Regions from separate parts of the Mus musculus genome. Here region 1 is linked to region 2. A link is a contact called in public Hi-C data. All regions are on one chromosome and are shown on one strand. The core of a region is the stretch at or near the end of the contact, and the rest is flanking DNA. Distances in the headings are between cores, read along the strand shown.

What was found. Hi-C and Micro-C count contacts between places; a contact is called where the count stands out from the background.
Region 1: a Hi-C map of pro-B cells shows a contact between it and region 2, with 2.1 times the contacts expected there. The contact joins two enhancer-like sites. A contact is called at or near these places in 2 of 39 promoter capture datasets (the C10 cell line and hippocampal neurons), 6 of 484 Hi-C or Micro-C datasets (bone marrow-derived macrophages, differentiating embryonic stem cells, double positive thymocytes and 3 more) and 7 of 115 datasets of contacts at active chromatin or transcription factors (cardiomyocytes, embryonic stem cells, extraembryonic endoderm stem cells and 3 more).

What each region holds. Positions count from the first base shown.
Region 1 is chr12:117,558,428-117,563,261 of GRCm38.p6, reverse strand. All of the region lies in intron 1 of Rapgef5 (Rap guanine nucleotide exchange factor (GEF) 5), which reads right to left. Among named protein-coding and RNA genes, the nearest start is that of Rapgef5, 27 kb to the right of the region's middle. Within about 2 kb of position 2,576, at least 67 of the 459 cell types and tissues checked have an H3K27ac peak or open chromatin away from gene starts, as enhancers often do. A contact at or near this core is called in pro-B cells, where this site is marked.
Region 2 is chr12:117,445,519-117,450,325 of GRCm38.p6, reverse strand. No RefSeq gene overlaps it. Among named protein-coding and RNA genes, the nearest start is that of Gm31482, 18 kb to the left of the region's middle. Within about 2 kb of position 2,810, at least 123 of the 459 cell types and tissues checked have an H3K27ac peak or open chromatin away from gene starts, as enhancers often do. A contact at or near this core is called in pro-B cells, where this site is marked.

The DNA of each region.
Region 1 (4,834 bases), core at 1,327-3,826, 110 kb before region 2:
TAACCCTACTTCTTGCGGCAAGCATTTCTAATTCAAACCCCTCCTGACCCCAACAAAGGTCCTCTTAGCAAGGATTACATGGGCAAAATCAAGTAGAAGATGTTGCTTACTTGAGTAAAAATAAAGACTGAACATAAGCATATGGAAGTTGTCAGAGAATTTCTATACTAAACAAACATGTTTAATTCAACATTCACAAACATATCTATCATTTACCATCTCAAAACACATTCACCAGTACTAATGGAAAGCAGCTCATTTAAAAGATGTCTAGATGTTGAGTCGCCACTATTAGACAACTGCACTCTTCTACTTGCCCCCCACAAAGCCTCTCCTCCAACCTGCTACCCAATGACTTGGCAGCAGCACACAAGTCAGGTTCACATAGGACCTTGCCTCCTATATTCCTGACTATGAAGCTAAGCAGGTACCCAAACAGAGCAGCCTATATACAGCCAAGAAGAGCTACAGGGAACAGCAAGACTGATTCAGCTCCCCAGGCTGAAAAATCTGTATGTACCTTCTGACTTCTGCACACACTTCACCTCCTCTCCTTACTTTCCCCCAACATTTAATGAGAAAGCCACATTCTTATTCCAACACACATACACAGGCACACACACACCTGCATGCATGCATGCACATACTCACACACAAAGGCACATACGAACATGTACACAAACATGCACACACACATGCACATGGACACACAAGTGCACATTCAGGCACACTCACACACACATGCACACGTATGCATGCACACACACATGCACACTCTTGAGCATGTGTACACACACAGGCAAACACATGTGCACACACAGGCACATGTGTACACACACAGGCATACTCACACACACATGCATACATACATGCATGCATACTCTTGAGCACGTGTGCACACACAGGCACACACATGTGTGCACACAAGGCACATGTGCACACACATGTACATCATGCATGCACACACACATGCACACTCTTAAGAACATGTGCACACACAGGTACACACATGTGTGCACATGCATGTATGCACCTACATGCATACTCTTGAGCACATGTGCACACATAGGCACATGTGTACACACATGTATGCACATACACATGCACACTCTTGAGCATGTGTGCACACAGAGGCATACTCACACACATGCATGCACACTCTTGAGCACGTGCGCATACACAGGCACACACACGTGCACACACAGGCACATGCATGCACGCACACACACATGCACACTCTTGAGCACATGTGCACACACAGGCACACACACATGCACACGCACACACCCCTGGCATGTGATCCAATAGCAACTGTGCATGTGCTTACCCTTCTCTGAAAGCACAACTGCAGTAAGAGGCACTGCATAAAGGGCTGTTTTTAGAGCTCCAGGCTTTCACTTACAAGGACACTACCATCTGAGCATCTGCAGCTGCACTCCTTTCTATTTGGGTTAAATTAGGAAACAAGCTTCATTTCTTCTCTGACTCTATTCAGGTCAACTAGCGTAATCCACACTTTTCAAAGGAGGCCTCTCTCAGTCATGTTATCAATGACAGAAGTTCTAAAGTTAACAAAGTACCCTACAACCCAGTAGCAGAGGGTGAAGAATCAGCCAATACAATGTGCACAGTACACAGGGAGAGCCCTTTGCTAACTTATGCTGACTCCTGGTGACTCCAAAGCACTCGCTCCTCCAGCTCCTCCTCCCTTCCTGCCTAATCCAGAGCACGAGAAAATGCCATGCAGCCATTATAAACATTTAAAGGACCTTGAATGTACAGGGACATTTGTGAAACTGAAAGGACCGTGTAATGTAGCTCAACTGTTCATGGAGCAGGGCAGGATCACCTGAGCTCAGGAGTTCTGAGATCGACTTGGGCAACAATGACCTTGGTAGAGAATAAAAGTAGGAAGGAATATAGCAAAATGCTAATGGAATTTTTTGTGACAGGCTACATGGTAGATTTTTGTTTCTTTCTAACTTCTTTAATAAAAGAAACTATTCAAGAAGAAAAATGTACAAAATAAGACAAACTCTCCAGGGACTGGAGAAGTGATTAAGGCATTGAGAACACTCATTGATCTTGCAGAAGACCTGAGTTCAGTTTCCAACACCCACATGAGGCAGCTCACAGGGCAGCATGGAACTCCAGTTCCAGGGTTTCCAACGCTCTCTGTCCTTCACTGGCATCTACACATGCATTGTGTACCCATGCAGGCACATACGTTTAAAAATTATAGATTATTTTTAAAAAGATAAAATTTCCACTCTTACCATTTTCTAACCCTATGAAGGAATGTTCATAAATTAAAACCGTGCTTTTTATATAGAAAGGATAAACACATAAGGAACATGTCTCTAGTCAGGAGGAAATCCAAACTTAAGGACTCTGATGTATTCACGGAAGAGAGAAGAATAGTAAGACAAGGCAGAAGACGCTTCTAGGAAGTTGCGATTATTTGCCGCCCTCCCGACTGTGTGGTCAGTGACCATGCCTGCCCTAAGCAGACATAAGCACAGCTGAGAGACAACAGTGGAAGAAGTCAGCCAGGAGAGGAAGGAGACAGGAGGAAACTGGTGGACGCTCAAACCACAGTCCAGGAAGACACGAGGCAACCTTCCCTTTTCCAAGTGGCTGGCCATGAGTGAAGACACAAACCGGGTTCTGCCGAAGTTCCTGTTCTAATAACTGCCATGCCCAGAATGTCTGCTCAGGGGACAATCTGCTGAGGCACCCGGCTACTCTTTCCCGTCACTGCTCTGCGGAGTCAAACAATTCAGGAAGTAAATACTGAAAAGTTCAATATTAATGACTGGCTTCTTAGGTTCCTCATGTGTAAATATAATTTCATTGGTACACAATCAAGTCCTGTCTCAGCTCCAAAATGGAGAGTTATGAGAGAGGCATGAAAGGTAGCTACTCGTCACTGATGATACAATGGCACAATGTCAGAGTCTTTTCCAGTGGAATCTAAACGTCCAAGCCTCAGGTGGGCATTCACTACTTACTCTTGGATATGCAAAGCACCTCTTTAAAAAAAATTAATCATAAGCACTGGATTCTTTTAATTTTTAAATTGTTTAGATTTTTTTTTCTTTAGACTTTATGTGCACGAGTGTTTTGCTCAAACATGTCTGTGTACCACATGTGTGCCTAGTGTCCACAGACATCAGACAGGATACCAGATCCCCTGGGACAGGAATTACAGATGATTGTGAGCCACATGAAGTGGATTACTGGGTCCACTGTAAGAATAAGTGTTCTTAAACACTGAGCCATCTCTCCAGGCCCTTCAAAAATGTTTATACAATATATATTTTGATCATATTCTTTCCCTTTCCCCAGATCCTCCCCACCTCCCTGCTTATACAACTTTATATTCTCCCTTCCCTTTCTCTTTTTCAGAAAACAACAACCACAAAAACAAAACTCAAAACAAGCAAATGGACAAAAGAATACAATAAGAGAAAAATGGCAAAGCAGAATGAAAAGCATAGGGACTGTTCCATGCTGACCAACTGCATGGGATCTGTTACTTGTGACCAGCAACTCCTGGGCATGGGGCCCTTTCTCAGGTGTGATTGATACATAGTATCACCTCAGAAAAAACTGTTTCCTGCATGGTGGCACACGCCTTTAATCCCAGCCCTCAGGAGGCAGAGTCAGGTGGATTTCTGAGTTCGAGGCCAGCCTGGTCTACAAAGTGAGTTCCAGGACAGCCAGGGCTACACAGAGAAACCCTGTCTCGAAAAATAAATAAATAAATAAATAAATAAATAGATAGATAGATAGATAGATAGATAGATAAAACAAAAACAGAAAAAACTGATTTCTCCTTTCTCATTAGTTATCATATACAAGTGGCTTCTGGGTAAGGGGTAAGACCTTGTGTCTACTCCTGCTTTCTCAGTGGTGGAATTTTGTCTGGTTTGAACTTGGGTGGGTCTTGTGCTTGTTGCCACAGTCCCTGAACATTACTATGTGCATCAGCCTGTTGTGTATGGAAGACTGTTTCTTTGGAGTTATCCACCACCTCTACCTTTCAGAGTCTTTCTGTCTGAGTCTAGAGTGGAAGGATTTAGTAGACATCCCATTTAAAGCTGAGGGTCCCAAAGTTTCTCTTTCTCTGCACACTGTCAAGTTCTGGGTCTCTGTGTTAATCACCACCCACTATAAGAAGTTTCTCTGATAAGTGCTAGACAAAGCCCTGATCTTTTCCATCCATTCACTGTAAGTCGATATCCATCCTTGATGGTGACTTGCATTTCTTACATAGCAGAAGGAATCCTGCTTTCTAATACAATCTTTTTACTGGGGAATCAAGGCCATTACTATTGAGCTATTTATTTTTTGTCTCCTTTTCGGTCTAGTTCATATTCTCTTTAGACTGAAGTTTTCCTTCTATTGCCTTTGTAGAGCTGTATTGGTGAACTAAGATTGCTTAAATTTGATTGTTTTGAACCATAAACAAGATCTTACATTTATTCCATGACTCATTCCTGTGCTGTCCATCACATCCCTTTCTGAGTCCTAAATTTAAACTCTCCAGTTTGATACAGTGTCCTGGCCTCAGTGTAGAAGAAGAGACACAGTGAGTGGCCCATGACAGGGAAAGTGCTTGCAAACAGCCTTGAAATAAATATGCACACCACTGACAGCTTTCCCATACAAGTCTGCCACTGTTCTTAGAAAAAATATATGTATGTATGTATGTATGTATGTATGTATATGTTGATGTGTGTGGCACTTTGCCTGCATGCATGCTGGTATACCACCTAAGTGGCTGCTACCAGATAAGACACTGGATTTCCTGGGACTAGAATTGTAGTTT
Region 2 (4,807 bases), core at 1,561-4,060:
TTCCCTGGGGCTGTTTACTCTCTCAGAGGATAGGATGCTGCCCCTGCAGAGGCCTGGATGCTAACAGAAGGCCCTGCAGTTCAGGGAGGTGGCTAGGGCAGCAGCCTGGAGGCTCCCACCCAGTAACTACAGTGGGAGTAGAGGGCTGTAGTGCCTGAGGTCAACTGTACCTAGTGCTAGGTCTCAGGAGCTGGGGACAAATGACTGAGATTTCTATTAACATACCAAACACGATGGCCAGCTCTTCCAGCATGTCTCACTACCTGTAGCCCCTCCAAGCTCTTCCAATATAACACAGTACTTGTGGCCCCTCTCAACTCTCCCAGCATCCCTCAGTACCTGTAGTCCCTCCCAGCGAAGGCCTGTTTTGTACACTATAAAGTTTACCCTTGCGTTATTCAAATGCTGATTTCTCTGCCATCATATCTAGTTTCAATCCAGACTTGGCACTGTAATGCTTATATCAAGAATCTCCTGTCTCTCTATCAACCAACCAGACCTCCTAGAGCTCTCAGAGACTAAGCCATCAACCCAAGAGTACACATGGTTCCAGCTGCATATGTAGCAGAGGATGCCCTTGTCAGGCATCAATGGGAGGAAAGGTCCTTGATCCTATGAAGGCTCGAAAGATGCCCCAGTATAAGGGAATGATGACAGGGGGGTGGGAGTGGGTGGGTAGGTGGAAGGGAGGATGGGATGGGGGTTTCCAGGAGGGAGGAAACTGGGGAAGGGGATAACCTTTGAAATGTAAATAAAGAAAATATCCAATTTAAAAAAAAAGGCACACACACACAAAAAGAATCTCCTGTCTCAAGTTTGTATAAACTGTTCTTACCACTTATTCTTTTCCTCATCAATAAATGCTGACCACCCAATGGGTGGGCAGAAGAGAGAATAGAGTGGGATGTTCCACTAGCAAGAGGAAGGAAAGAGGGAGATTCAGATGGGTGAGAAAGATGGAGGAATTGGAGCCATGAAGAAGGGGTGAAAAGGTCAGCTCAAGAACTTTGGGAAGGTCATGAAACACTCACCCATCCAGAAGGGAGGGGCTACTTAGCATTTCTCAGACCACAGGTTGGGCCCTGGTAAGCTAAGGCTCCCCGGAGTCTTACAGGGGTCCAAGAGAAGCAAATCAATAATAATATACAGGTATTGTGGGAAGGGGCTGGGAGGTAGCCAGATTGGTAGACATTTAAGGCACATCATTTGACTGCTCAGATAATACGGTAAATAAAATTTATTTATTTTAAATAAATCTTGTTTCCCCTGGGACGTTACTGGGGATTAGCATGAGGTGAATAAATACAGCCCCCAGATTAATTCACCATTTACATTTATAATAAGAATAATTTATTTACATTCAAGCTTTCCCAGTATCTTTGGTACTTGTGGCTCCTCCCAACACTTCTCACCCCACTTCCTACCCTAAACCTCTCCCTCCCAGGGCCTGGGCTTCTGTTTCCCTTGCCCCAGCCTGATACCTACATAACTCAACTATTTTGGCCTGGGCCGGGCCACCTCTTACTGAGGTCCAGGTCCACTCTCTTTCTCTCCCTTTCTGCCTTTCTTCTCGTCGTCTGGTTTGGTCCCTTGGCCGTGTTCAGCCTGGACTCTTCTTCCCTCTGCCTGCTTTCTCCCTTTTATCTACAATAAATATCCCCATACTTTAGGAGTAGTCACATCCTCCTTTTACTCGTGATTTCATTCACCTATCTCATTCTCCGCACTGTGAGTCATGGCTGGGCAGGGCCCAGTGAAAACTGGCAATTAATGTCTTTGCTGATCTGGTTCTACCGTTACCCTACCTGTGTGCCCTTATTGTGCCTACTTTGGCACGGGGAGAAAAGGAGAGGGGGGGGGGTAAAATGAAATATGCAATCTCTTCTATTTTTAGGGAGGTGTCTTTGGGAATCACACCCACCCATCCTGAGGAAGCCCACAGACAAAATGTCCCATCAGCCTGGAGGCTGCCTTAGCAGACCGTGGCAACAGGAGACACAAGGACCCCAGGCAGAACAATAGGGTGGATTGTGCCTCTCACGGGAATTTTACTTCTGACTCTGAATAACAAGTTTTGATCTCAGGCTTGCTGCCAGCTAGCAAGCGAAACCCTTCCAAACGTAGGTTTCCCCCTGGAGACTTAAGAGTTTCACCTAGGAACTTGGTGTGGATGAGCTATGCTATGCACACAGTACGGCCATGTAAAAACGGTCAGGAAACTCACGGTCCTGAGCTATTAGACGAGAGCTGGGACATGACGACAGCTCCCACTAAGCCAGCAATTGTACAGCCTGCCCTGTAAGGTGTGCGTTTCCTGCGGGTTGGATGGGATCACGGTACAAGGGAGCCACAATGACGACTGTACTGGTCGAGCTTGAGACCCATGATCCAAAGCAGAGAGGAGAAAGGGGCCCTTGTTTCTGCTGCACAGGTTCATCTCAGACGCCTGGATGGTGGGGCTAACTAGTTTGAGAATATCTGGTCAGGGCTGAAGGAGTTTCTAAATCTTTCCATATTGTTTTCAAGTGCAGCAGCACAGGTTCTCTTGGGAAAACAGCAGAGTTGAGCCATACAAGGACAAAGACTCTTGTCTGCAAGATCGCATCGAACCCCATTGTGCTTTCAGGTCAGGCCACTGATATCTGAACTCTTCAAGCTGTGTCAACCCCTCTCTCATCTCGTCTCCTGGTGCCGTGTGAGGTGCTTGAAGGAGCCAGCGGCAAAGGAAACTATAAATGCCCTTCCTTGTCCCCTCCAGCTGGCGTCCCTCAGAGTCCGCTGCTCAGGCGCAAAGAGGGAAGCACCTGCATCTTTCTGGGCACCTCCCAGCATGAGGCTGGCTTCCGGCCCTCAGCCTTTGAACGTTGCTTTGTGTGACCTCTCCACCTCTGTGGAAGCTGAAGTGCTCCAGCCTCCCTGCTGCAAGTGCAGGGCACCAGTTTCAGCCTGTAGCTCCCCCCCCCCCCCCAACTCCCGATTCCTAGGGCCAAGGAACCAAAGCAGCAGAGGGTAAAAGAGGGAGGGGTACAGAGGAAGGGGCGTGGCTTTCGGGAAATGGCGTCACTCTCCTGATTTCACTCTGTTGGGGTGGAATGAAACAACCACTCATCATCAGTGAAGCTTCTTTCCCCTTGATGAACTGGAAAAGCTATAACTGGAGGACTTTTCAAAAACCAATCAATGAATAAATAGTTCCATTTCCCCCGCTTGGTTTTTATTTATGAAGTGTGGGCTGAGAGATCCCTTGTGGACATTTTAAACACAGAGGCAGGTCACAACAGCAGCTAATGGTCAGTTGTAAATGGTTCTGCAGTATGGCTGTCACTCAGAATGAGGCATCATTTAAAAAATGAGGCTGTATGTGAGATAAAGAATAATTTAAAGGCCCATTGGATGACAGTATTCACACTTCGTTGAGCAGAACAGCCAGGTAGTTATTTAAAAGACTCTCGCCAGGTTGGGAGTCTTACATCTCTAATCCTAGCACTCTAGAAGCTAAGAAAGGAGGGTCTATGAGAGAGTTCAGGAGCAACCTGGGTTACATAAGTGATTTCTCAGCCAGCCTGAGCTACAGAGTGGGACTGTTAACAAACCAAACTAACACCCCACATAGACCCAGAAGGCTGGTTCCTGGCCCCTGAGATTTGATTCTATTGCTAGAGGCCAGGAACAAAAATTAGCCCTTGAGTCTGTAATTCCAACCTAGATCTAACTGATCCTGACTGTGCTTTGGAAAGAGGCATCAGCGAGGACATAATGTGAGATATTCAGCCAGAAGCAAACGGAGTGGTGGCTCAGCAACTGTTTCCTGCCCCCAGGACAGTAGTTTGGTTCCCAACATAGGCATTGGCTGGCCTCACAACCACAGACAACTGTACTCACAAGCACATACACCCAAACACACACATGCACATTTTTTAAAAAAAGAAATCTATATGTTGAATTTGAGAACGAGAGCTCAACAATCCATTTTCACAATCCCCCAGATGATCAATCATACCTCACACTGAAGGCAGAGAGGCACTTGTCCCAACTCTCTACAGACACTGATGAGCAGACTGCTCTCGATCATTTTGTGGAAAAGCAACCTCGTGTGCAGAATTCTGCTTTTTCTAACAAGCACATCTTGAGACAGAGTTAGAGCTGTTTGGAACATGCAGGCTTTACTTCAGAGAGAGACTAACTCCAGGGTAGTCCTCAAATTCAACCTCCCCAGTTTCTGTGTCTTTGAAACAGGAATGCTGCCCACTCCATTAGGGTGCTCTGAGGAGTGGAAAAGCTGGAAAGCCTTGAGCCAGTGACTGGTGCTCAGCAGAAACTCAATGTATAATTTTCCTTAAACTAATGGGAATCTGGAATGAAAAAAGATTATCTATGTATGTATCTATGTATGTATCTATAAATCTATAATGTATCTATGTATGTATCTATATATCTATGTATATATATATGTATCTATGTATGCATGTATCTATATATCTATGTATCTATGTACATATGTATGCTTGTATCTATCTATATCTGTCTATGTATGTATCTATATATCTATGTATCTATGTATGTATATATGTATGCATGTATCTATCTATCTACCTACCTATGTATGTATATATGTATGTATGTATGTATGTAATGTGTGTATGTATGTATGTATGTATCTATCTATCTATCTATCTATCTATCTATCTATCTATCTATCTATCTATAGACGGGGTCTCACGAAAACATACTGTGTACCCAAACCAAGCCTTGAACTTGCTGGAGATGTTTTTTTTTTTTTTAAGATTTATTTATTATATGTGTATGA